Linked DNA regions of Mus musculus: all the other regions are linked to region 1. A link is a contact called in public ChIA-PET, HiChIP or PLAC-seq, Micro-C and promoter capture Hi-C data. All regions are on one chromosome and are shown on one strand. The core of a region is the stretch at or near the end of the contact, and the rest is flanking DNA. Distances in the headings are between cores, read along the strand shown. Region 1 holds the start of 1700017B05Rik (RIKEN cDNA 1700017B05 gene). Region 2 holds the start of Clk3 (CDC-like kinase 3). Region 3 holds the start of Edc3 (enhancer of mRNA decapping 3). Region 4 overlaps Cspg4 (chondroitin sulfate proteoglycan 4). Region 5 holds the start of Cplx3 (complexin 3). Region 6 holds the start of Snupn (snurportin 1). Region 7 holds the start of Ptpn9 (protein tyrosine phosphatase, non-receptor type 9).

Region 1 (3,473 bases), core at 480-2,979:
GGCTTTGGTCTCACCTCCACCAATGCTCCTTGGGACCTGCTCTAACCACCCCTCTCAAGAGTCCGTCTCTCCAGGGCTCAGCCCAACCCGTGCCCTTTGGCCCTGGAGACTTCCTGAGAACCAGACCCCTGGGACCCTCAGGAGTCTTTGTAGGAGGAGTGAGGGCGCCAAAAAGCCAACCCAAGACTCTGAAAGGTGAGGCGGTGACGTAATGCCCGGCCAGTAGGATGGAAAGCTCCCTCGGTAGAGGCCACCCCCACTGAGAGAGTAGCCAAAAAGAAGGTGCCTTGTTTCCGGATACCAAAGTAGCCTAAGGCGCTTGGGGAAGGTAGGGCCAACAGGTGATCCTACCGTGAAGATGTCCAAGTTCTGCCAGTTCTTAGAGGAGTTCTAACCTCAGCCAGAACCCAGGGCAGGGTCAAGCGCCTACACTCCTGCTTTTCCACGAGGGAGACAGACAACTCCGTGGGTCCATTTCCACGTCACATCCTTGGGGCCTCATGAAGAGCGCGATCCCAGCCAAGTTGAGGCCCGCATCAGTATTCTCTCCGCTCTAACAGATACCAGTCTTCTAAAAACTTTGCGTGCTGAGGTTCTGAGCACTCACTCAACGTGGAGCAGCCCACACTTCTCAGTTTGAGAGAAAGGGTCTCCCCGGATGCTCCGCTCCTAATTTCCCTCTCCCGGCCCCGCCCGTGACCCTCGTGCCAGTGGCTCACAGCCAGCCGGCTTCAGTAGGGAACTGGCGCCCCACCGCCACACCAGGCTTCCGGGTGTCCCCAAGCCTCTCTCTCCGCGCCTCTGCAACGCACGTGCACCCCGGCAGGCTGACACACAGACTGCCGTGGGCCACGCATGCAAAGCTGTTCCTACACGTACATGCATGGCCCGAATCTGCACACATGCCCCCCACTGCCCAACGGTGCCCTTCCTTAGCTCACGTAAACGTGTAAAAAAGTCAGGAGATTCGCACTGGGAACCCCACGGATCGATGCCCGCAGACTGCACTGAGGTCCAGAAGGCTGGGGGGCTGGGGGGGGGGCGGCCTCAAAGTCTGGGCAGCCACCTCCTTCGGGACGATCCCGCCAGCTTGGGCTGTGGCCAGAGAGTGAGTCAAGCAGTGGCTAGGAAACCGCAGGCGGTCCTGTTCCAACAGGGTTCGTCCACGGCCCCGCGGCACCTCAGCGCCCGCCGCCACCAATCCCAACCCCCCACCGCCACCCCGAATCGGCGCCCGGCAATCCGCGTGAGCCTGGCCCCGCGAGAGGCCCGAGGGATCCGCCTGACTCTTCGCCAGCCCTAACGCCCAGGCAGTGCTGTGGCTCCGGAGCTCTACCAGGCCCAGGGAGCATCCAAGTCCTGGCAAAGTCTGGGCAGCGGTATGACTGGGCCCCGTAGTCTGACCGCCCGAAGCCTCAGCACCTGGGCCCCGGTCCCCGCGCTCCGTCCTGGGGCTGGCCGGTAGGGGCGCCCTGGGGCAGGGCCACCCGCCCCTTGCCCACGCGCCGCCCGCAAACTCGGCCCAAGTTTCCGCGCCTGCCGGGTAGGCGAGCTCCTACCTTCAGAGCACCAGGCTTCTAGCGGCCGCCACCCGGAGCAGCCGCGGCATCTTTCAGCGCCGCCTAGGCTGCGGGTCCCTGTCCCGCCGGCCTTGCGCGGGAAGTCGCGGCAGGCAGCTAGCCCAGAGAGACGTTCCGCGCGACCGTTCGTGCTGCCGCTGGGCGCCGTTTGTGGTCCCGAGCGGGGCGGGGCGGGGGCGGGGCGGGGGCGGGGCGGGCCGTTGAGTGGGGGCAGAACCCGGCTGTGCCTCTGGGAGCCTGCGCTCCCCTGGGTCCTCCCGTGCCGAAGGCCTGAGTGGAACCAACTTTCCCGCGACCCGGCCTCTGGCTTTGTGCACAGTCTTCGCTCGCCTCCTTCCTCAAACCTCTGCCCCGAGGGCGATCGTAAGCCCTCATTCAGTCATTCCGTTAGATCATTCATTCCTTGCTACTTTCTAGCCATGTGACCTTGGACCTGCCACTTAACCTCTATGAGCTTCAGTTTCCTCATTTGTAAAAGTGATATTCTGCCTCTTAGAAATAGGGCCATCAGGCTTCGAAAAGATGTGTAGCACATAAATTGGGGTATGGGAGGCTGAGGCAGGGGAATTGCTGAGAGTTTGAGCTGAGCCTGGGCTATCTAGCAGTCCTTTTTTTTTTTTTGTTTTGCTTTTGCTTTGTTTTGTTTGGGAAGGTCACACTATATAGCTGTGGCTGTCTGGGAACTTACTATGTAGACCAGGCTGGCCGTGAACTCAGAGACACACCAGCCTCAGCCTTCTGAGTGCTGCAGTCAAAAGCTTGGACCACCACACTCAGTTCCTAGCAAGACAATAAAAATGCTAAAGGATATCTCGAGGCAGCCCTAACTTCCTCAACAAACAAGTTGCATTAGGAAATTAAGAAGGACTTATGAGGTAAAGTACAGACGAGTATATATCAGCTCCTAGTGACCTGGAGTGGGCCAGGAATGAGACTCTGGAGATATTGCCAAGCGGCCTTGGTGGGCATCTGAGCCTTTCTGGCAAATGTGTCGCACCAGAACCGGTCTGAGCATGAGCAACCTGGAAAGCTGATGGGATGAAGCATCCCTAGCCAAGCTGATGTGTTGCAGAAAGGGGCTGGGAAACCCACTGCCTCTGTTCACCTGGACTCTAGCCCATCTGGTTGTGGGGCCTTGCCCAGCTCAGCGCTAGCACCTCTTTCTTGGAAGGAATCTAATCCTTGCAGTTCCAGGACTGCCCAAGGCCAAGGCAGGGTCGCATGGTGAAGAATAGTTGAACACCATAGAGATCAAAATTAGTTTTTGGGGCAAAACCACTCAGAACACCCATCTTGACCCAAAGATCAGGACTGCCTGAGTCAGAACAGAGCTGAGGGCACAGGTATGGGAGAAGATGGGGCTGGGGCGGAGGGGCTGGGCTCCAGGTAGGATTAGGAAGAGGAAGTGAGGTCACTCAAGGAGAAGGGGAGGGTGTCTCTTGGATTAGAGCTGGAAGATTTTTTTACAAATAGAGGCTAGACAAATAGAGGAGAGACTCTGAGGTTTGGGGCTTTCCAAATCACATTGCAAATTGGGACAGAAGCCCAGGTTGCCTGGGTTTTGTATCTTACTAACATGCTTTAACACTAGAAAGGTGCATCTGTGCCCTGCCAGCTCTGGGTCATGCCAAATCTGACAGGCTCAGCCTTCTCTCAAGGAGATATTGTTTCCTACTATCACACATACTAACTCTGCCCTCTTCTCCCTTGTGCGTAGCATCTTCTTCCACTCCTGATGTCAGGAGTGACTTGGGAGGAAGACAGTGAGTGCCCTTGGCTCCTGTGGTCTAGAACTCTCAGGCTGTAGACCCAAGGAGGACCCCATTATGTCATGATTAGCCTGCAAGACCCTAGGGCCCAGCTAAGACTACAGCCCCATTATTTTGTCTCAAT
Region 2 (3,473 bases), core at 678-3,177, 500 kb after region 1:
GCAGTAGCCCATGTCTCACCAACTGACCCAAAAGACAACCTACTGGCCAGGCATACATCTTCCCAAAAGGCAAAGTGGTCCTGCCCATCCTCACCAGGCAGACAGAGCACCCTAAGCATCCTATCTGGAGGATGTTGTAATGCGGTCTAATCTACAGCAGACCAAAATTTTCCTTCTGGGACCTAAGTGGATTTCTATGACCACATATGTCTACTTGAGTGGAAAGTCACAGCCTCAGAGTCGAATGCCAACCTGCTCCACAGCAATACCACTTCACTGTTGCCTTTAGGCAAGTTATTAAACCACTTTAAGCTTCAGCCTCCTCTTGAAACAAGGGAACAATAATCTCTTACAGGCTCCATAGGAATTAAATGTCTGCCCTATAAAGTCAAAAGCCTAGCACAGGTTTGGGCCACAAGAAGTACTAAAGACAGCCTTTCATTAGCACTGAGAAGGTTCCGGCTAACACTCAGGGCTATGTTGAATGCCTTAATTTATAATTCCTTCCAAGGGACCGGGTAGGAAGTTTTGGCAGGAAACCTTGAACTCGATCCCAGTGTTGCCACTTACTGGCCCTGTGGCCTTATACAAGTCACTCTAGACCTAAATTGTCATGCCTGAAAAATGAAGATAACACCTCTCATACTGGCAAAGATGGCCCAATATTTTGGCCATGAAGTACCACACATAGGCAGTAATGGAGATAATCTCCCTTGCAACGCATCCCAGGCAGGTGAAAAATGGGAGCTACCAGGTGGCCCATGTCCTCCTCCCAGCCAGGTCGTTTGAGCCTATTTCTCACAAATTCTCCGATTCCATGAGTCCTCGGCAAAGAAGCTTTTTAAAACGTAAAGGCCACAATTATGCTTTGGGAGGCTCTGCTCTGAACAATGAAGAAAAAGGCAATGTGACCAATGAGACCAAGTTACTGGATGCCAATTTTTCTATGAGCACAGGCCTCTCTGGCTTCTCATTTGCTGTTCCTGGCTAGAGAACCGGGCTAACAAGAAGAGCAGCCAGCCAGGTCAGCGGCTGCCCTCCCGGATTCCTGCCACCCAAGCGACCCATGGTTATTTTTGGCTGGCAGTGCCCCACCACTGCAACCTCAAACCTGCCACCTCGCAATCTGCGGCTGCCACCGGGCAAAAACGCTCCTCCTTTTCAAGGGCACGGAGGAGGGAAACTGGAAGGCCGCCAACTCCGCCTTGATGGGGGCTAGACTCTGGCAATTCCCACCCAAGCATCAGGGCACCCGCACCCGGAACTAAAGCATAGAGGCTCCCGACCGGACCGAGGAGCAGCCTGGACATTTGTACTCCTGGCTTGGTCTGGCCCATTCTCCGGGATGGAGCGGTTCCATCATAACAAAACACGGAGGGGGCCGGCGGCCCGCACTCGAGTCCCTTCCTTCTGCCCGAATCCCAGGGATCTCAGAGCCCCGTTCCCCGTAACCGCCAAGGGAAGACCCGGCGACCAAAGGGATGGCCAGCCTGGGCCAGAATCAAACTCCAGGCGGCGCGCGAAGGAGATCTGCGGGCTAAGCCTCGAGCTCGGGGCAGGGAAAGCCTTTCCAGGATAGCCTAGGTCGGACGCGACCCAGCCAGCGGGCCGGCGCGGGACCCAAAGGGAAGCCTCCCAGCCGGCTCCGAGGCCGCTGGAGCTCCGCCTCCAACACCGCGGGAACCAGAAAAGGGGTCTGCAGTGACCGCCCTCAGGGAGAGAAGCGGCGGGTCAGGGGTGAGAGGTCGGGACCGCGGCCTGACGTGGGCCGAAGAGGGAAATAGGTCCAAGCCGAGACCCGACCGGGTGGCACGGTACCCGTACCGGCGTGGCCGTCCCCACCGACTCACCCCAGCTGCCCGGCCACGGGCTCGGGCCCACACTCACCGTCTCCCAGGCTCCGGCTGCGGCTAGGCCCCACTCCCCACTCCGAGCGCCTCTTCCGCTTCCGGCTCTGGCCTCCGCCCGTGGCAGCACCGCCCCCTCGCGTGACGCAGCCGTCGGCGGCCCGGGCTCGACCCGGCCCAGAGGCCTGACCGCTCTAGCCCCGAACTCGCAGACTCTGGGGGACTGGCCTGCCCCGCCAGGGTCCGGGCGACATCGGTGGAGGTCTCTTCCCGGAGGTCCCGGGAGCAGCCTCGGGCCGCGGCCTGCCCCTCTCCGTGTGGTGCTGCACGTAGGCCCCCGAGGCCGCATCGGTGCGCGACCACGGTCTGAGGACGGCTCTGGGCCTAAAGGAGGAACCCACCGGACTGCCAGGCTGGGGCCGCTTCCCCGCCGCGGCCCAGCTGTGCTCGCCAGCCTCTTCCTGCGCGCGGAGAGGACCGGCATTGTTCTCCCGGGGCCCGGGAGGGCGCTAGAGACGAAGGCGGTCGGTGCGCCCGGGCAGAGGAAGGCGGGCGCGACTCCGCTTGCGCGCAAGAAGCAAACGACACATTCTGCTCTCGGCTTGTGCGGGTTTTTTGAAAGTCCTGGTGCCACGCCCCAGCTGGCTCGAGCGAGCAGTCTCCGGGAAGATCCCCGCGAGCCTCGGCGGTGGGGTCTGACGGAGAAATCGTCCCCTTCCCTTGAACACCTCAGAGCGTCTTGCTGTCAGTCTTGCTAGGAAACCCGCGCCACACAAAAGCCCCGAGCCGCGCCGCGCTCCCGCTCTGCCACTCGAGTCACTCAGCCCGTCCTTTCGCTGCGGCATCGGGCGTGAGGCACCCAGTCTAGACCCCTCCCACCTACTGTCCAACGCTTTGTCGTGGCAGGATCATGAGGTCTTATTTTTTTTTTTTTCAGAAGAGAATACAAGTCGCGGTCCTTTGGTTGGGCCTCGCTTTGACAGCGTCCCCGCCCCCGCGCGTCGCGCAGCCAAGCGGGCGGGTGCCGCGCCTAATTGCCCCACGCCACGCGAGGTCCGCGAGGCTGCGGCGGCCGGCCAGGGCGGGGCATAGCTTTAGGATCTTGCTGACTCAACGCGGACAGCCAGGGTTTCCCAGGTGTCCCCTCCCCGTACGGGATGCGCGCCCACCAGGTGCTGTGGCTCCCTAGGCCCCCCTGCAGTGATGAAACTGCCTTTAGAGAGCTTTGCCTCTGGTTCTGACGTAATGGCCCGGCATCTTCATCACCAACCAAGTAAAAGCGGTTGAGTTAAAAAGCTGGGTGATTATGTTTTGCAAACTCAAACTGACTCATAGTCACCTTCCAACCCCACAGACATTCAACAGCCATTTCAACTGCTTCTGCCCGAGTCCTGCCCCATTGGTTTCCAGCCTAGAAGCCAAAGATTGAAATATCCAGGCGTCAGAAGATGCAGCTCCCACCTGAGGCCAGGCCCACACTGATAGAATTTCCTTCGTTCACAGGTTTCTGTGGTGTCGTCACCTCCTACCAATGCTGCCCAGCCATGTTTCCATGGCTACGGGAAAATAGCATCCTCCAGTTTAAGGCCGACATCCTCAAAAAGTTCCCATCTCCTGCCCTACCCC
Region 3 (3,473 bases), core at 278-2,777, 450 kb after region 1:
TTGTTTTTGGATTTATTTTATGTGTATTGAATGTTTTGCCTGCATGTATGTATGTACACCATAAGCATGCTGGTCCTCTCAGTGGTCAAAAGAGAGTGTTAGATCCCTTAGAACTGGAGTTATGGACAGTTGTGGGAAATGCTTTTAACTTCTGAGCCATCTCTCCAGCTTCTCTTTTCTCTTATTTTCTTTCTCCTCCCTCCCTCCTTCCTCACCCTCTCTCTTTCTTTCTTGGTGTGCTCAGAAATACTCCCCATAAGATTTAACCATGCTCAGTGGTGGTGCATGCATGCCTTTAATCCCAGCACTTGGGAGGCAGAGGCCATCCTGATTTACAGAGCAAGTTCCAGAGCTACATAGAGAAACCTTCTCTTGAAAAACCAAGAAGAAAAAATGAAAGAGATTTCACCTCAACAATGTTTTTCTTTTCGTAAGCACCACTAATTTCTCACCTCTAGTCAAACAGTATTGAGTATCTCAGCAAGGCAAAAGTTTCACTATGTAGTTCTTGTTAAGCGCAACCATTTCTCCAGCCCCACCTAGCCAGAACCACAGAATCTTTTTTTTTTTTTTTTTTTTTTTTTTTGGTTTTTCGAGACAGGGTTTCTCTGTGTAGCCCTGGCTGCCCTGGAGCTCACTTTGTAGACCAGGCTGGCCTCGAACTCAGAAATCCGCCTGCCTCTGCCTCCCGAGTGCTGGGATTAAAGGCGTGCACCACCACGCCCGGCTGGAACCACAGAATCTTAATTCAAAATAACAAATGGCCCCAATAGTCTTTAAATTTTCCTCCGAAACTTCACAAGCCAGGCAATCTGCAGTGCTCTCAACATTCTTAACTTCCAGTCTCCTACAGAACAGCTCACTGAGCTCTCATGGCTTTTCTAGCCTAAAATTCCAAAGTCCTTCCGAAACATGATCTGGTCTGTTCACAATACCCCACTCCTGGTACCAATTTATCTTAGTTTGGATTTCTATTGCTGAGATGAAACTCCATGACCACAATCAATTTGGGAAGGAAAGGGTTTATTCAGCTACACTTCCATATCACTATTCATCAAGAAAGGTTCTTGGAGTCAGGAGCTGGTACAGAGGCCACTGAAGAGTGTGGGTTACTGGCTTGCTCCCCATGCTTGCACAGCCTTTTTTCTCAGGAAAAAAAGCCCAGGACTACCAGCTCAGGGAGGGCCCCAGTTACAATAGCCTAGGCCCTCCCCACTCAGTCACAAATTAAGAGAAATATTGCATAGGCTTACTTACAGCCAGATCTTATAGAGCCATTTTCTCATTTGAGGTTCCCTCCTTTCAGATAACTTTAGCTTGTGTCAATTTGACAAACTAGCCAGCATAGTTCCTTCCTCCCATTCTCTTTCTTACTCCACTCAGATTTCACACACAGAAAACATCTTAGCTGCCTTGTCCATCAACCCTTAACATTACCCCAAGCTCTCAAATTTCCCGGGAGCCCCGCCCCTTGGCTCCGCCCTGTGTCAACGGAAGTGACATCACTCCGGGTAGGCCGAGACGCGGGGGCGTTTCCGGCGGAGGTGGCGGCTGCTTCTGTGTCTGTGGCGGTGGGCGTGAAGCCCCTCGGTGGGGTTTTGGCGAGCGAGGTCGTCTTGGTGTGCTGTGCAGCGCAGGCGGGGGCAGGCGGCGGGGAGGTGAGCACGAGGAAGGCTGCGTGTTCGCGGGTGCCCGTTGGCTGGCGCTTCCGGGTGGTCAGCTCGGTTTGCTTGTTAGGCTGCAGGCTTCCCGGCCTTGTAGATCTTTATATTGGCGGACAGGAGCTGCGGGTGTGTGTGTGTGTGTGTGCGCGCGCGGGTGTGTGTGTGTGTGTGCGCGGGTGTGTGTGTGTGTGTGTGTGTGTGTGTGTATATGCGTGCGCGCTCAAGAACCTTGTGTGTGCGCGCGCGCGCCCGCGCAGAAATTGTGGGGGTGCGCGCGTGCGGGCGTGTGGGGTACTCACTGGGTTAGGTATAGCCCAAGGATTCGGATTGGAGGCAATAACGGCTTGGTCTGTCTCAAGCCCGCTTTGGTTGCCACTGTGACTTCTCAAAGAGCCATTGCTCTTTGCCTTCATTTTCTTTGACCAGTGAGGTTAATAGCCAGTCGTGCGAGTGCCTCATAGTAGATGAGAACTTGTGTAACTTGTGAAGGACTGGGGTGTGGGACTAGAGATAGTGATGCCCTGCCAGAGCGCACGCACACTTAGCTGCCCTCGATGCACTGCCGCAGTTATCCTTTCTGTGTTGTGACTGCAGATATTAGTAATACTTGATCTGTGGTTTTAAGTGTTGGGGTGTGTTGGAGGAATAGTCTTCATCAACTTTAGTTGATTTTCAGTCTCCCCGTTGCAGAGTTAAAAGGACCCTTAATCTTTCCACAATCAAAATGACTATCCCCGAGTTATTCGTGGCTCATCTGGAACCCTCAGGTGGAACCCAGTTTTTTGTTTTTTGATTTTTGTTTTTTTAAAGAGAATGATGTATCTGTTTTGTTTGGGCACAAAATTCTTAGTTTTTGGTTTCTCTGAAGTAAAAGTAGTTGCAAAGAATGACCTTTTTTTGGTGACAGGCACTCAGTATATAGTTCTAGGTTAGAGCTACATAGTGAGAACCTGTAGAATTGTCTGTGTAGGTCAAACTGGCCCGGAACTCACAACGATCCTCCTGCCTCTGCCTCCAGAGTGCTGGGATTAAAGGCCTTCACTCTTTGACTACCAGGATTACTGGTTTTGATGTTACTGAGACATTTGGCCACTTGGGTCCCCTATTACCGAGTAATGCTCCTGCTTTAGCCTCTGGACTTCTGAGATTATAGATGTACACAACACACCTGACTGACAGTTTCTAATAAAGGCAAATGCAGTTTCATCTCAGATTTTTCTGTGTAATATTAACAAGAACCCATATAAAATGCTACTTAAAATGGAACTCAGAACTTGAAATAATTCCAATGTTTATAGTAGTAGACTGGCTAAATTCATTGATGCTTAAACAATACAGTACAGACACAGTAATTAACTTCTCCCACATGCAACAGCTGGATTTCACAGTTGTTCTGTTGATTAAAGGAAACCAGACACATGAACCTACATGGTTCCACTTTTGTGTTGTTTGAAAACAACATAACTTTCATGATGTCAGAATAGGAGCTCCGTTTTTTTTTTTTTTTTTTTTGGTTTTTCGAGACAGGGTTTCTCTGTGTAGCCCTAGCTGTCCTGGAACTCACTTTGTAGACCAGGCTGGCCTCAAACTCAGAATCCACCTGCCTCTGCCTCCCAAGTGCTGGGATTAAAGGCGTGCGCCACCACCGCCCAGCTCTAGCAGCTCCTTTATGGAGACACAGTGGAGCCTCTTGTGATATTTAGGTCGCAGCTGCATTGGGGATTACTGTGAACACTTCTGAGTACAAGATGTCATGGTTTGTACCTGTAGTCACAGTGCTTAGGAGGCTGAGGCTGATCTTGAGTTTGA
Region 4 (3,473 bases), core at 599-3,098, 370 kb before region 1:
GCTGGAGGTCCAAGCCTCAGAACCCTATCTTCACGTAGCCAATAGTTCTAGTCTCGTGGTTCCTCAAGGAGGCCAGGGCACCATTGACACTGCTGTGCTCCAGCTGGACACCAACCTGGACATACGAAGTGGAAATGAGGTCCACTACCATGTAACCGCTGGTCCTCAGTGGGGGCAGCTGCTCCGGGATGGCCAGTCAGTCACCTCCTTCTCCCAACGGGACTTGCTCGATGGGGCCATCCTCTACAGCCACAATGGCAGCCTCAGCCCCCAAGACACCCTGGCGTTTTCTGTGGCAGCAGGGCCAGTACACACTAACACCTTCCTACAAGTGACCATTGCCCTCGAGGGTCCCCTGGCCCCACTGCAACTGGTGCAGCACAAAAAGATCTACGTCTTCCAGGGGGAAGCGGCTGAGATCAGAAGGGACCAGCTAGAGGTAAGGCAGTGCACGAGGCCTGCCAAGCTGAGGGTACTTCCATGAGGGGGGCGTTCCTGTGGGGATGCAGGTCTTAGGAGTATTACAGCTTCAGTAGTCACCTGTATGTGTTGTAGTTCTGCATGTGTCTAGGAACATACACCTACCTGTTAAGTGTCACGCACCTCCAGAGATCACATATACATGTGTCCTTGCTATGGATAGCCGTGTAAAATCTGGGTTCCAGCCAGATCCACAGAATCTCTGAAGCAGAGACCAAGAGTGTATATCCTGTCACAGTCCCTATGAGGTTACCATGAGGGGTGACCTTTAGGAGCGCTGCCCCTCAGATCCACAGGTCCTTAGCTCTTTCCCTAGACTCCACAACAGAACTGTGAGGGCCTGTGATGGTGTCTGTTAACTCAGGGAGCTCACAGCGCAATGCTGACCAGCTGGCTCACTGCCTTACTGTGAAGGCCCAGTTTTGAGGCCCTTCCAGTTCTGAGTGTTTGGACTTTGAGAAAGACCATGACTAAACATGTCAGGAAGTGTCCACACCAGAGGAGGCAGCATATGAACCAAGCTTTGGTGGTGCACACCTTTAATCCCAGCACTCAGGAGGCAGAGGCAGGCAGAGCTCTTTGAATTCAAGGCCAACCTGGTCTATTAAGAGAGTTCCAGGCCAGACAAAAGAAGAGGTAGGAGAAGAGTGGAGAAAAGAGAAAAGTATGGAGTATGGACAGCAAAAAAAAGTAGCAGATGGCATTCCAAGCTAAAAGAATGGATTCTGGGGGCTAGAGAGATGGCTCAGTGGTTAAGGGCACTGACTGCTCTCCCAAGGGTCTTGAGTTCAAATCCCAGCGACCACATGCTGGCTCACAACCATCCGTAATGAAATCTGATGCCCTCTTCTGCTGTGTCTGAAGACAGCTGCGGTGTACTTACATATAAATCTTTAAAAAGTGTGTGTGTGGGGGGGGGTGTATTCTGCAAAGGCATAGAATCAGAAGTGCAGTGTAGTTTAAGAGTGGTGCTTAGACTTTTTTGTGTGGGTAGAGCAGGCATTGAAGGAGTACTCAGCCTCCTTTGGGGTGGACCAAATCAGCAAACTGCTTAAGACCTGGGAGCCTGTGCTGCTAGGTATGGTGAGAGCGCCCTCTTGTGGTATATAGTGTCAGCTATAGCAGATCCTGAGCAAAGCATTAGCCACACGTGGCGACCGAGCCTGTTCTGCCACCTGAGGTCCACAACAGCCTGTGACCCCGTTTGTCCCCATCGTCTCTGTTGACTAGGTGGTCCAGGAGGCAGTGCTGCCTGCCGACATCATGTTCTCGTTGAGAAGCCCCCCGAACGCCGGCTACCTGGTGATGGTGTCCCACGGCGCTTCAGCAGAGGAGCCGCCCAGCCTGGACCCTGTGCAGAGCTTCTCCCAGGAGGCAGTGAATTCAGGCCGGGTTCTCTACCTGCACTCTCGCCCTGGAGCCTGGAGTGATTCCTTCTCCCTGGATGTGGCCTCGGGCCTGGGTGATCCTCTTGAAGGCATCTCTGTGGAGCTGGAGGTGCTGCCCACAGTCATCCCCCTGGATGTTCAAAACTTCAGCGTTCCCGAGGGCGGCACCCGGACGCTGGCCCCTCCTCTGGTCCAGATCACTGGGCCTTACTTCCCCACGCTGCCAGGCCTTGTCCTGCAGGTGCTAGAGCCACCGCAGCACGGGGCCCTGCAGAAGGAGGATCATTCTCAAGATGGGAGCCTCAGCACCTTCTCCTGGAGAGAGGTACCGGAGACACCTGCGCCTCCTCGGCTCTAGTTACTGGCACTGCTTTATGCTTTAATTTCAGTCTTCCCCTGAGAAATGGAAACGTTGTTGTTTACACACACACACACACACACACACACACACACACACTTCTTTTTTTTTTAAGAATGTAATATATATCATTGCTCTATTCAGACACACCAGAAGAGGGCACCAGATCCCATTACACATGGTTATGAAACACCATGTGGTTGCAGGGAATTGAACTCAGGACCTCTGGAAGAGCAGTCAGTGCTCTTAACCACTGAGCCATCTCTCCACATACACACTTCTTACCTGTGGAAATGTGTTCTAAAGGGATCTGTCTCCTGTACCTAACAATGGGACGTTAAGGGTGCTGGTCCCAAGATCCCTGTTGAGTCTTGGGCTAGCTGAAGCCTGACAACCAATCCTGGGTCTCCTCATAGGTGGAAGAGCAGCTGATCCGCTACGTGCATGATGGAAGTGAGACACAGACAGACGCCTTTGTTCTGCTAGCTAATGCCTCAGAGATGGACCGCCAGAGCCAGCCCGTGGCCTTCACGATCACCATCCTTCCTGTTAATGACCAACCCCCTGTTCTCACCACAAACACAGGCCTGCAAGTGAGTTCACTCCTGAACCTATCCCATCTCTGGTCCCAGAAAGAGACTAGAGTCCCTTCTCTCTGGCTCAGTGTCATCCTCTGTGAAATGGGTTCACTACCACAAACTTGGAAGGAGAGATGTGATACAGTGCTGAAAACAAAACGCAGTTGTGAGGTTTTGTTACTGGGCAGTCTTGGTTTAGAAAGACCATCCTTGACCTTGCCTGTCCTTGGACCCACCTGTTCACAGAAAGGTTTTCCCTCATGTCTCAGGCCCAAAATACCTAAAGAAATGTATTATAAGTCCTGTATTGTGGGCTGCAGGTTGGGAGCTCGAGGGTCACAGCAAATAAAGATCACAACGAAGCTTCCCTATATATAGGCTGAGGGTCTAGATAACTAAGGGATGCCTAAGTTGGAAATGATGTGTGGTAAATTGGCCACTAGGTGGCAATATCCACCCATGTTAGCCCCCTGGAGTCCAACACTGGTTTTAACTTACTCTCGGACTCTGGGAGGGAGAAGCAGCTCCTGGGTTTTAGAAGGACGTTTTCTGAGATGAGGGCCTCGTACCCAGAATGGCCTCAGTGACTGGCCCTGTGCCACATGGAACAGGGCTCTGGAAGAAGACCTTGCCCTGCGTGGGTGGGTAGCCTATGGGGCCTCCCCTGCA
Region 5 (3,473 bases), core at 315-2,814, 340 kb after region 1:
CTTGGGCAGACGGTATTTGTCTCTGAAGTGACTTCGCAGTGTGGCCCGCTCTGCCTTCCTCTGTGTGAACTGTGCATCTCGCTCCATCCTGTGTGAGAAGAGGATACCAGTTGTGATGTCATCTCAGGGGTTGAGAGAAGGTGTGGGGCCTGCAGAGGAGGGGCTAATATGGTCTGGAAGGAGGCAGTATGGACCTTCCAAACCCCTAGCTGGCCTGTGCCTAGTTAATCCCCTCAGACTAGCAGGCTTAGCTTTTGCCACAACCCACCACCGTGTCCATCCTCTGTGTTCTCCACTCCTGCCAATAGAGAGAGCTGAGTGGGAGGGAGTCTTGTTCTGTCTGAGTCTCTCTCTGAAGATCCTTCGCAATCTCTGACTCAAGTCTCTCTTTGCTTCTCTGACAGGCTGTGTGGAAGGGGCGGTGGGGTTATGTGTGCAGGGGTGTGTGTGGGACAGTCTGGACTTGATCCTAACCTGCTATTTTTGGTATGCCACATTCCTTCCACTTCTGTAAAGTGAGAAAACTTGCAACTCATAAAACAACCGGTACTAAGTTGAGTGACAATAGCTGACATGTCATGAAGATTTGCCACGTGCCAGGCGCTATACTAAAGGGTTAACATGCATTAAGTCATTCAGTCCTCACAGACGTATAGAGCACGTATTGTGATTACCACTTCCAATTTTCCAGAAGGAGAAAGGAAATCACAGAAATGTTAAATGACTTTTCTAAAGTTACTCAGCTAATAAGCAAAGTGAGGATCAGAACCAAGCAACCTCCCCGCAATGTTCAGACCGTCGCTCTCTCTATCTCCACTCTGCCCTAGAACTCTTGCATAGAGTAGGCTCAGTATCTCTGAATACCCCCATCGTGGATCTGTCCCCATGACGCTGAGCCCTGCCAGATGAAAAGTACTTTTCTTACAGCCTCAGGCTCAGAGGAGCCCCAGTTGGAATACATGCGGTTAAGACCAGATCGGATTAAGGGATTACCTATTTCATCAGAGATGCACGTGCACCCTCCCCCACCGCACCCCTACCCCTGCCACACTCTTCACCCTTTCCCCAACCCCCTCTAAGCCAGAGGATGAAGCTGGAACAGGGTCCTGGATTTGAAACGGGATGGCTATAAAATCAGCTCAGAGAGCACCTCTTGCTCTCTTACTATATTTAGGAGAAGTAGAGGGGATCTCTGAGAGGTGGGTGTAGCAGCGTGAGGGTATTTGAGTGAGGGTCACATGAGCGAAGAAGAAATTCCACTTACTTCTCCTCCACCAGTTGCTTCTGATACTCCTCGTACTCTTCTCGGCTCATGCCCTGTGCTTCGGCTGCAGACTTGTCTCCGTCCCCCTTGTCCTCGCCGCCCCCCAGGCTCCCTGTGAGGTTCTTCAGTTGGCCACCCACCATGGACTTCACCATGAACGCCATGGTCTTTTCTGACCACCGCACCAGGCGCCTGGTTCGTCAGCGCCTACTTCAGCACTAAGTCCCGGGGACAGCTCCGGTTGCGAGCTCGCGCCCCACGCTTTGAGCACTGGTCCCTACCTTCCCAAAACCCTCCTCACAGAGGGGGGAGGGTGCGGGGGGGCATGCACGGGGCTGAGAAGCCTGAACCACGTGCCTGCTCCTCACTCCCGCCTTTCCCACGTGCCTTCTTTAGCGCCAGCAAAGCACTGCTGGCTACTGCTGACAGCTGATTAGGGCTTGTGGTGGCGGGGTCCCTGCCCTGGGAGAAGGGGCTGCGCTGAAGTGTGCCTTGGTTCCTGCTTCCTACCCTCCAATGACCTCTTCTCCTGGGTCATCGAGAACCAGGACTTCATCTTGGAGTGCCCGGTAGCAGCAAGGGGCAAACACCCCCACCCTTATGTACCATTCCATCCTCCTCCTCCCCCCACCTCCACTCTACTGACCCTAGCATCTACCTCAAAGTGCTCAAGGCCAGGAAGTGGGGGAGACCTCAGAAGCGCAAGCAGGAATCCCAGTTATATGGTTCGGTGAGTTTGTGCTCAGTTCCTTTGTCACGTGTCTGCCCTGCTGTCCCTAGAGCCTCAGGGAAGGGGAGTATTGTTTGAGGGCACTGAAAAGATGAGCCAGAAGGAAACACAGGGACTTGTCCTTGTCCTTGGTGAGTTTAGGGACAGAATTTTGCACAGTTATCTCCCTTTGCTTCAGTAGTTCAGAGGGAAAGGGTGTGGGGGTATCTGGCTCTTGGCCTCCTTGCCTGCTTGCCTGTTTGCTTTCCTGATGCCCACACAGAGAAGGTAGAAGCTATCAGAGGCTATGTGAGGCTGGGAGATAAATGAGGCTATCAAAACAGCAAGAGGAAAATCACCTTTAATATGATGGACTTGCCAAAAACTGAGATGTGGGCACTGGCTAAATCCTCTATCCCCCATTTTTTTTCCCCAGTAAGACATGGCTTTGAGCTGGGTCAGGCTTGCATGCTGGGGGAGATGGGCTGTCTCCTCAGAACCCCTATCGTCCTGGTGATGGGTAATGCAGGCTCTAGAGAAAGGCTTCCTGTGGACAGGTACTCCTGAAGCCTCTTGTCCAGCTCCTGCCTGCTGTGAGAGAGAAAAGGTTACTTGAGTCTCCCTTCTGAGACCAAGTATTCACACTTGTCTCACAAGACTCAGTGTATGACAGGCTGCCACATTCTGGGACCTTCTGTGTCTCCCTTGATGTCCCATGAAGTCCCCATTTCACCCCGGCATTTGAAGTCTACCTGGGTGGTTTAGTGCCAGAGTTGCACTTCTAGGTATAGGTTTTCTTCTTTGGTTTTTGTTTTTGACAAGATCTCATTGTGTAGCCAGCCCAGGTTGGTCCAGATTTCGGCATCCCTCTACCTCAGCCTTCCAAGAGTTGAGATTAGAGACATTTATTTCTAATCCAGAGCATCGAGATTCCTTGCCCAATCTTGCAAATTGGCCCTGCCCTTTACTTAAACAGTACTCAATGACTGTCTTTTTCCCCCCTAAAGATGTTGTTTTGTTTTGTTTTGTTTAATGCCTCCATGCTTTTTCTGATGCTGTTTCCTCTGCATCAGTGCCTCTTGCCTATCTTGTCAGGCTGAAAAACTCTTAGTCACTTTAATGATCCAAATCAAATATCTTTTCCAGGTCAGTTCCTTGATTCCCCATCCACTCCCCCAACCCAACCCTAAAGATGAATGAATTGCTTTTTCCCCAAGTCTCCAAGCTTCCAGTCATAGCACTGGCGACATAAGGTCTGACTATCAGTTTTCAGATGCTCACTCTAGAGTGAGCTCTGTGGGGCAGGACCAGATGGGACTGGGGCTTGAGAAGGTATCTGTGCTTTGCAAATGCTGTGTCCCTGGTCTACGTTCCGCTCCCAGCCCTCTAGTGAAGTGGGTAGCGCCCGTCTGAGCCTCAGAGTCCCCACTTTCAAGTTCGACAGTTGTAGATGTTCAAGTTCAACAGAACCACTTGATACAGGTAGAATGGGAGTCCTGC
Region 6 (3,473 bases), core at 698-3,197, 310 kb before region 1:
TACAACCTCTTGGAATGTAGGAGAAAGTCTGGTTACCATCTAAGAGCAATTAACTGGTGACACTAGGGAGACTGGCAGAGTTCTCATTGCAGTTTTGACTATCAGAAAAGGACCTAATAGCAGTCCTATTATAAAAGAGCTTAATAGTCATGGATATAATTTTAGGAATTCTTATAGGATCATTATTAAGACTTAAGTCATCTATTTGTCTATATAGCATCACTAGAAGATAGTACAACTTCGTTGATTTACAGAGATCTACTCCAAAGGGGTGTGCTACTACTTAGTGATTGTTATATATATTTAATAATAACAGGAGAAGCATATTAATAGCAGGAATCTCTCCTAAAATGAGTCCCTTACAGCCTCGCTTAATAAGGGCTCACCTGTCACAAATTATATAATAATCCGAGCCGGGTGGTGGTGGCGCACGCCTTTAATTCCAGCACTTGGGAGGCAGAGGCAGGCGGATTTCTGAGTTCGAGGCCAGCCTGGTCTACAAAGTGAGTTCCAGGACAGCCAGGGCTATACAGAGAAACCCTGTCTCGAAAAACCAAAAAAAAAAAAAAAAAAAAAGAAAAGAAAAAATAATAATAATCCGAAGCAGGCCACTTCAGGATGATCAACTGCTAGTTATTAGCTTGTCCCATTATGGTTCCTGACAACCCTGGCCAAATTACTCCCCCACCACCACCCACAGGGCTCCTGACTTTCCAGGAACTCTGCAGACCAGGCTGTCCTTTAACTTAGAGATCTGCCTTTCTCTGCCTCTTGAAAGCTGGCATTAAAGGCATGTGCTAGCACTACCAGCCAGTCCTGCTTTCACCCCCTGTTGTTCGATTACAGGGTGGTGCCACTGCAAGTTTAGCGCAGGCTATACAAACACATTGATTGCTGAGCAACATCCCTAGCCACACCCCAGTTCATTGAGGTGTTAGAAGCAACGCATCTGGCTCACATTATAAGCATTAAGTAGCAAGTCCTGTTTTCATTTTACATGCTAGAAGTCTTACCCTGCAGACACGATGTATGGGTTTGCTTAGGGTCTCCTAAATCTCGGTCACTCATGTAACTACTTTCAAACCGGACTAAGTGCTGCACTCAAATGCTGAACGTTACCTATCAGGAATCGAGCCAGGTCCCTTTCCGCGTCATGTTAGAAAGGAGAATAGGGATAGCAGTGGTGGCGCACGCCTGCACGCCTTTAATCCCAGCACTCGGGAGGCAGAAGCAGGCGGATTTCAGAGTTCGAGGCCAGCCTGGTCTACAAAGTGAGTTCCAGGACAGCCAGGGCTATACAAAGAAAGAGAGAGAGAGAGAGAGAGAGAGAGAGAGAGAGAGAGAGAGAGGAAGAGAGAGAGAAAGAGAGAGAAAGAGAGAGAGAAAGAGAAAGAGAGAGAAAGAAAGAAAGAAAGAAAGAAAGAAAAAGAAAGAAAGAGAGAAGAGAGAGAAAGGAGAGAGAGAAAGAGAGAGAGAAAGAAAGAAAGAAAGAGAAAGAAAGAAAGAAAGAAAGAAAGAAAGAAAGAAAGAAAGAAAGAAAGAAAGGGAAAGGAAAAAGGAAGGGAAGAAACGTTTATTAGTTCGAAACCTGAAAGCCATTCAGAAAATCGCACAAGCAAGACAAAAGGGCTGTCAGTGCAACTCTCGAGTTTGGGCACACCCGGAGAGGTGGCGGCCACGAAGTCACGGTTTTGTCAGTGAAAGGATCCGGGGCAAGTTTGCGATCAGTACTGAAGGCTCCGTATCGCGGACAATCTCGCTAGAATCCCGAAAAAGCCTAAACCAAATCTGGAAGCCCCTCCCTAGGGAGAAGAGTCGCTCAGTTCAGGGCGGAAGTAATGTCCTGCCCGACTCAACTCCCGCGATGCACCACGGTAGGCGGAGCCGGAAGTTCGAGTGCAAGCTTGAGCGGGGCGTGTCTAGCTCCGCTAAGGCACCTAATTGGTCAGTCGGCACAGGCACTGGCGGCGTGCGCGAGTGGTACGGACGTGCGGTAAGTCTGGCCCTGTCTAGTTTGGCGTTCTCTCAGCCGCAAGCTCAAACTTCTTCTGATGACCCAGGGCTGGCTTCGCAGCCGTTACCTGGGGAGGCTGGCCAGTCTTGGGGACTTGGACTTGGCCATATTTTTGTCGTTGTATTCCAGGCAGTCTGGCTCAAACTCATGAGGAACATTTATGTGTGGCAGGGAGAATTCTGTAACCGAAAGACAAACGACTCCATTGCTAGAGAGACAGTAGCGGGGAGGGCGGCAGAGTTCACGGACGTGTGGTGGGAGCATCTATTGGGCTGGAGAAGAGGCTTGGGTGAGCCTGACACTTAGGAATTAGTTCGCTTCTTTTCCTCGGCCTCCTGCCTTGCTGCCATTGCAGGTGTATGACACGTAAGGTCCTGTTAGGGATCATTTCTATGGCATACTTCAGGATACCTTGACGGGGAAGCTCAGTAATTATCTACTGAATACTCCCGGTTATTTTACAAACACTCTGATGCACACCTTAAATCCACACTGATAATAGTCACTTTTAACAAATTTTCTTAGAAAGTATTCTTAGCCGGGTGTGGTGGTTGCATACCTTTAATCTCAGCACTCAGAAGGCAGGCAGGTCTCTATGAGTTCGAGGCCAGCCTGGACTACAAGGAGAGTTCCAGGACAGAAAACCTGTCCCCAAAACAAAACAAAACAGAAAAAAAAAAAAGTATTTTTAATGTCTTAGGATATAGGAATGCAGCTTTCTTCTTTTTCTCCTGGGTTTCAGACCCAAGGCTTGGTGCAAATATGGTGCGCACTTTGGCAAGTACTTTACCAAGTGGAGGTATGGCACCATCCTTTGTTCTTTTATTTGTTTATTTTCCTATATGCATATGTGTATGTGTGTTTTGCCTACATGTCTGCACACCACATGGGTGCCATGCTGGGAAGAAAGTCAGAAGAGAGTTCCAGTTAGTTCCCTGGAATTGGTTTACAGGTGGTCATGAATTACCACATGAAACCCAGGTCCTCTGGAAGAGCAACCAGTACTCTCTTTTTTTTTTTTTTTTTTAACTAGTGCTGTGTGTGTTTTTAAGATTTATTTATTTTTATTTATATGAGTACACTGCAACTGTCTTCAGACACACACTAGAAGAGTGCATCAGATCTCATTACAGATGGTTGTGAGCCACCATGTGGTTGCTGGGAATTGAACTCAGGACCTCTGGCAGAGCAGTCAGTGCTCTGAACCGCCAAGCCATCTCTCCAGCCCCGCAACCAGTACTTTTAACCTAATGGCTGAACCATCTCTCCAGTACCCTTCCACCCTGTCCTATCCTGTCCTGTGCATTCTTGCAAGATGGAAACAGTTGATAACAGTGTAAAGGTACTTCCCACTGCAGAACTGTATATTTGAATGGTTAAGATGCTCACTAACCTCACTCCATCCCCAAATCAATCAAAACCAAGCACTGTCACTGGGCTACAAAGCCAGCTGCTTAGC
Region 7 (3,473 bases), core at 703-3,202, 270 kb before region 1:
ATCAAAACAGCAATGGCCCTGAAAAGAGTCTTTAATTTTCCCTCTGAAATTTCACAAACCAGAGCTCCATCTTCTGCGGTGTTCTCAACATTATCTTCCAAGCTCCTACACAACATCTGACAGAGCTCTTAACAACGGATGGATCTTCAAGCACAACGTTCTAAAGTCCTTCCACAGTCCTCCCCAAAACATGGTCAGATTGTCACAGGAATACCCCACTCTGCTGGTACCAATTTGTCTTAGTCAGGGTTTCTATTCCTGCACAAACATCATGACCAAGAAGCAAGTTGGGGAGGAAAGGGTTTATTCGGCTTACATTTCCATACTGCTGTTGGTCACCAAAGGATGCAGGACTGGAACTCAAGCAGGTCAGAAAGCAGGAGCTGATGCAGAGGCCATGGAGGGATGTTCTTTACTGGCTTGCCTCCCCTGGCTTGCTCAGCCTGCTCTCTTATAAAACCCAAGACTACCAGCCCAGAGATGGTCCTACCCACAAGGGGCCTTTCCCCCTTGATCACTAATTGAGAAAATGCCTTACAGTTGGATCTCATGGAGGCATTTCCTCAACTGAAGGTCCTTTCTCTGTGATAACTCCAGCTGTGTCAAGTTGACACAAAACTAGCCAGTACAACATGTATGGGTGTTTTTTTTTTCCTGATGTATGTTTATACATCACATGCTCCTTAAAAGTTCTATACTACCACGTGGGTACTAGAATTGAACCCAGATCCACTCCAAGGTCAGCCAGTATTCTTAACCACTGACCCATCACGCGAGTCCCTGAGTGTCTTCATTATTTTACTTCCTGATACATCTTCCATTATCTTATACTGTCTTATTTTAACTCCAGTGCATAGTGCAGTGTCTGGTGTGCAGATAGACTTGTTATAGACTGTCTTCCAGTTTCAATACTGAAACCAACTCCTGAGTAGGTTCCTGAGTTCAGCGTAGAGTTCATTTTACTGGTGGCAAAAGACAAACTAACATAGTTGAGGGGCAAGGAGGCATGGACATGCCTTTAATTCCTTCACTCAAGAGGCAGATCTCTGTGAGTTCAAGGCCAGCTTGGTCTACACAGCCAATTTTGGGACAGCCAGGGGTACATAGAGATCCTTTCTCAAAACTCTGTCTTTCCTGGCCCCCTGACCCTCCACACACACAAAGGAAAAAACTTAGCAGAGGTAACCCTGAAGCTGCTATTGCACTGGTGCCAAAATGGAGTTAAGAATATATATAATTTATTTTTTAAAAAGTTCTCCAAGATGGGCATCAAAACCTATAGCATTTTCTTTTCCGAAGACCCATCCCCTGGTTCTTTCTGGACTTCAGTCCTGGGGGGACTAGTTGTGGCACTCCGATTTCTTGAAATCCTTCTAGAATACTTATCTTTGGTCTAACATGATAAAAAAAATCACAGTAGGCCCAGCCCTGCCTTCTCAATGCTCCTATCCTGAGAGACCCAGACTCTGCTGTTTACCCTAGAGTAAAATCATGCATTTGCAAAGGCTGTGGGCTTCCTGAATGAATTCTGAAACAGGATGTCTCTCTCTGTCTCTTCCTCACTCTCTCTTTGTACCCGATTACAATTAGCTACAATGATGCTGGACTACAGGATACATTCATTGAGCAAAGAAATGCGGCCCTTGCTTATCTGTCAGATCCGAGGCATCTTGGACCTCACAGGCAACCTTTCAGACCCTACCACGAATAGGTAGAAGCCGCCCGTGAATACCGGGAAGGGCACCGGTCCTCGCGCAGTTTTGGATTCTTTTAACTCCCAGTCGCGTCTCCCTCCCGCTCCCGTAGGGGAGTCGCCTCTCGTCCCCGCAGCCCCTCCCCCGCCGCGCCGCTCCGTTCCGCTCAGCCTCCCCTCCTCCCAGCTCCTCTCTGTCTCCCCCTCTCGGACAACGTCCCCGTCCGGCCCGGCCCTCCCCGGCTCCTGTTTGTGAATGAGATGCTCAGTTTCTCAATGGAGCCGTGGGGGGCTCGGGCGGACGCGGCGCAGGCCGCAGCGCTGGCCCTGAGCCGGGAGGGGGACGCCTTTTCCTCGCTCGCTCGCGCCCGCCCTCCCTGTCTCCGCGGCGGCTTTTGAGGAACTGGGCCGCGAGGCCACGGAGCAGTTCGCAGGGCCCGCATCCCCGTGGACGCCCGGGCTGGGCGGTCTCGAGGCGCCGGCGAGCTCTGCCCCGGGGGTTAAGCGGCTCGGAAGGCCGACGGCCTCCAACTCCCGCCAGGCGCCTTCGCGGTGGCTGTAAAAGTTGTGGACTCCTAAAAAAGAAAGAAAGCCAAGCAGACCTCGAACTGCTGTTAGTTCCTCGCCCGCACTTTCTCCTCCTCAGGACAGGAGGGGTGGCGTGAGGAAAGGAGTGAAGCAAACAGGAGGCATTTCCTCTCCGCGGGGAGCGACAGCGGGCTCTCCCCGGCCAGCAGGAGCGGCGTTGGCAGCCGCCGCGGGCGCCGGGCGCTCGCACCATGCGCGAGCCGACCGAGAGCTGCTGAGGCGCCGGGCCACAGAAGCGGAGCGCGAGTGCAGCGGGTTCTGGCGCTCGCCCACCAGACCTGCCCCGGCGGCGGCGGGATGGAGCCGGCGACCGCGCCCCGGCCGGACATGGCGCCGGAGCTGACCCCCGAGGAGGAGCAGGTAAGCGCCGCTGCAGCGGTGGGTGTGTCCGAGCCTCCGAGGCCTAGGCCGGCCTCTGTTCGCCGGGCTGCGCTCCTCGCCCCGGGCCCTCAGCGGCTCCTGCTCGCATTTCAGGCCTGCGGGCTGGCCTCCCCGGGCCGGAGACCGCGCCCCAGGCCATCGCCCAGCCCAGCCCCGGAGCCGTGGGACCCCTGGCTCTGAGATTCTTATGCTTCGAGACTTCCGGGGGGGGGGGGGTCCGTGCTGCTCCATTTCAATGAATATTAAAGTTCCTCGAACTGGGGCGGGCTCCCCACTGGATGACTGCAGGACACCTTGTCCCAGGCCCTTCTACTCTCTGGAAGCGTTTGCATTTTTTTTTTTTTTTCTCGAGGGTCCGTTGTTTTCAAGGGCAAGGAAAGCCATTTGGGGGGAGGATTCCTAGGTGGTTGTCTCCGTTCCCAAGATGGGGGGAGGTAGCGCTGGTAAAGAGGTGGCCCAGATTCTCAAAGGAGCCCTTCAGGCTTTCAGACTGCTGTGACGGGCCTACTTGGACAGATCCTGAAAGATCTGTTCCTTTTCTAGCTCCCCAAGTCCCTGGCCTTGACCTCCCTATTCTGCTTTCCCAGGCTAGGCTCTTACCCTCGTCCCCATTTCCCTGCCCCCACCTCATCTGACAGTCTCCATCTTTCTGAAGCCCACACTGGAGTTCCATTGTCCCTTTTTAAAGCTTGAGATCTTAAATTCCCAGAAAGTAGTAGCTTGCGTTATCATTTGAGGGGTTTCTGTAAGCGAGAAGCCTAGCGAGCGCTCTTATAACTTTACACCCCCCCCCCCATATTCCAGCTGTGGA

What was found. Promoter capture Hi-C pulls out the DNA fragments that hold promoters and counts their contacts. A called contact is a pair of places that touch in the nucleus more often than the background predicts. ChIA-PET counts read pairs in DNA pulled down with a chosen protein or histone mark. HiChIP or PLAC-seq counts read pairs in DNA pulled down with a chosen protein or histone mark.
Region 2: a contact with region 1 is called in a promoter capture Hi-C map of erythroid cells, with 32 times the contacts expected there. The contact joins the promoter of Clk3 here to the promoter of 1700017B05Rik in region 1. A contact is called at or near these places in 5 of 39 promoter capture datasets (erythroid cells, liver, pre-B cells and 1 more), 6 of 484 Hi-C or Micro-C datasets (CD8 T cells, embryonic stem cells, muscle stem cells and 2 more), 3 of 115 datasets of contacts at active chromatin or transcription factors (effector CD8 T cells, large pre-B cells and pancreatic cancer cells) and 2 of 9 other capture datasets (adipose tissue and liver).
Region 3: a contact with region 1 is called in an RNA polymerase II ChIA-PET map of memory CD8 T cells, with 114 read pairs. The contact joins the promoter of Edc3 here to the promoter of 1700017B05Rik in region 1. A contact is called at or near these places in 6 of 39 promoter capture datasets (cranial neural crest, embryonic stem cells, hematopoietic stem and progenitor cells and 2 more) and 3 of 115 datasets of contacts at active chromatin or transcription factors (effector CD8 T cells, memory CD8 T cells and pancreatic cancer cells).
Region 4: an H3K27ac HiChIP or PLAC-seq map of differentiating embryonic stem cells shows a contact between it and region 1, with 3 times the contacts expected there. The contact joins the enhancer-like site here to the promoter of 1700017B05Rik in region 1. A contact is called at or near these places in 1 of 39 promoter capture datasets (hippocampal neurons), 1 of 15 datasets of contacts at CTCF or cohesin (embryonic stem cells), 2 of 484 Hi-C or Micro-C datasets (the HPC-7 cell line and the N1E-115 cell line), 11 of 115 datasets of contacts at active chromatin or transcription factors (the 230-238 cell line, astrocytes, craniofacial prominence and 6 more) and 1 of 9 other capture datasets (pancreatic islet).
Region 5: a contact with region 1 is called in a promoter capture Hi-C map of liver, with 2.8 times the contacts expected there. The contact joins the promoter of Cplx3 here to the promoter of 1700017B05Rik in region 1. A contact is called at or near these places in 7 of 39 promoter capture datasets (embryonic stem cells, fetal liver, hippocampal neurons and 3 more), 1 of 115 datasets of contacts at active chromatin or transcription factors (microglia) and 3 of 9 other capture datasets (adipose tissue, liver and pancreatic islet).
Region 6: an RNA polymerase II ChIA-PET map of memory CD8 T cells shows a contact between it and region 1, with 73 read pairs. The contact joins the promoter of Snupn here to the promoter of 1700017B05Rik in region 1. A contact is called at or near these places in 6 of 39 promoter capture datasets (embryonic stem cells, erythroid cells, hippocampal neurons and 2 more), 4 of 484 Hi-C or Micro-C datasets (CD8 T cells, effector CD8 T cells, granulocyte-monocyte progenitors and 1 more), 2 of 115 datasets of contacts at active chromatin or transcription factors (effector CD8 T cells and memory CD8 T cells) and 1 of 9 other capture datasets (adipose tissue).
Region 7: a Micro-C map of embryonic stem cells shows a contact between it and region 1, with 2.6 times the contacts expected there. The contact joins the promoter of Ptpn9 here to the promoter of 1700017B05Rik in region 1. A contact is called at or near these places in 2 of 39 promoter capture datasets (hippocampal neurons and liver), 2 of 484 Hi-C or Micro-C datasets (both in embryonic stem cells) and 2 of 115 datasets of contacts at active chromatin or transcription factors (effector CD8 T cells and memory CD8 T cells).

What each region holds. Positions count from the first base shown.
Region 1 is chr9:57,260,870-57,264,342 of GRCm38.p6, forward strand. It overlaps 1700017B05Rik (RIKEN cDNA 1700017B05 gene), which reads right to left and starts at 1,730. Exons shown (of 3, transcript NM_028820.2): 1 at 1,560-1,730.
Region 2 is chr9:57,763,187-57,766,659 of GRCm38.p6, forward strand. It overlaps Clk3 (CDC-like kinase 3), which reads right to left and starts at 1,928. Exons shown (of 13, transcript NM_007713.5): 1 at 1,888-1,928.
Region 3 is chr9:57,707,042-57,710,514 of GRCm38.p6, forward strand. Edc3 (enhancer of mRNA decapping 3) reads left to right here and starts at 1,528. Exons shown (of 7, transcript NM_153799.3): 1 at 1,528-1,658.
Region 4 is chr9:56,888,348-56,891,820 of GRCm38.p6, forward strand. It overlaps Cspg4 (chondroitin sulfate proteoglycan 4), which reads left to right. Exons shown (of 10, transcript NM_139001.2): 3 at 1-439; 4 at 1,711-2,193; 5 at 2,643-2,819. Among named protein-coding and RNA genes, the nearest start is that of Cspg4, 25 kb to the left of the region's middle. Within about 2 kb of position 1,849, at least 35 of the 459 cell types and tissues checked have an H3K27ac peak or open chromatin away from gene starts, as enhancers often do. A contact at or near this core is called in differentiating embryonic stem cells and hippocampal neurons, where this site is marked.
Region 5 is chr9:57,604,717-57,608,189 of GRCm38.p6, forward strand. Cplx3 (complexin 3) reads right to left here and starts at 1,565. Exons shown (of 3, transcript NM_146223.3): 1 at 1,265-1,565; 2 at 1-88. The coding sequence starts at 1,428. Lman1l (lectin, mannose-binding 1 like) reads right to left here. Exons shown (of 13, transcript NM_199222.3): 13 at 2,317-2,564. The coding sequence ends at 2,432. It overlaps Gm32392 (a long non-coding RNA gene), which reads left to right and starts at 1,715. Exons shown (of 3, transcript XR_003948333.1): 1 at 1,715-1,994.
Region 6 is chr9:56,948,961-56,952,433 of GRCm38.p6, forward strand. It overlaps Snupn (snurportin 1), which reads left to right and starts at 1,948. Exons shown (of 9, transcript NM_178374.4): 1 at 1,948-1,993.
Region 7 is chr9:56,993,016-56,996,488 of GRCm38.p6, forward strand. Ptpn9 (protein tyrosine phosphatase, non-receptor type 9) reads left to right here and starts at 1,953. Exons shown (of 13, transcript NM_019651.2): 1 at 1,953-2,641. The coding sequence starts at 2,579.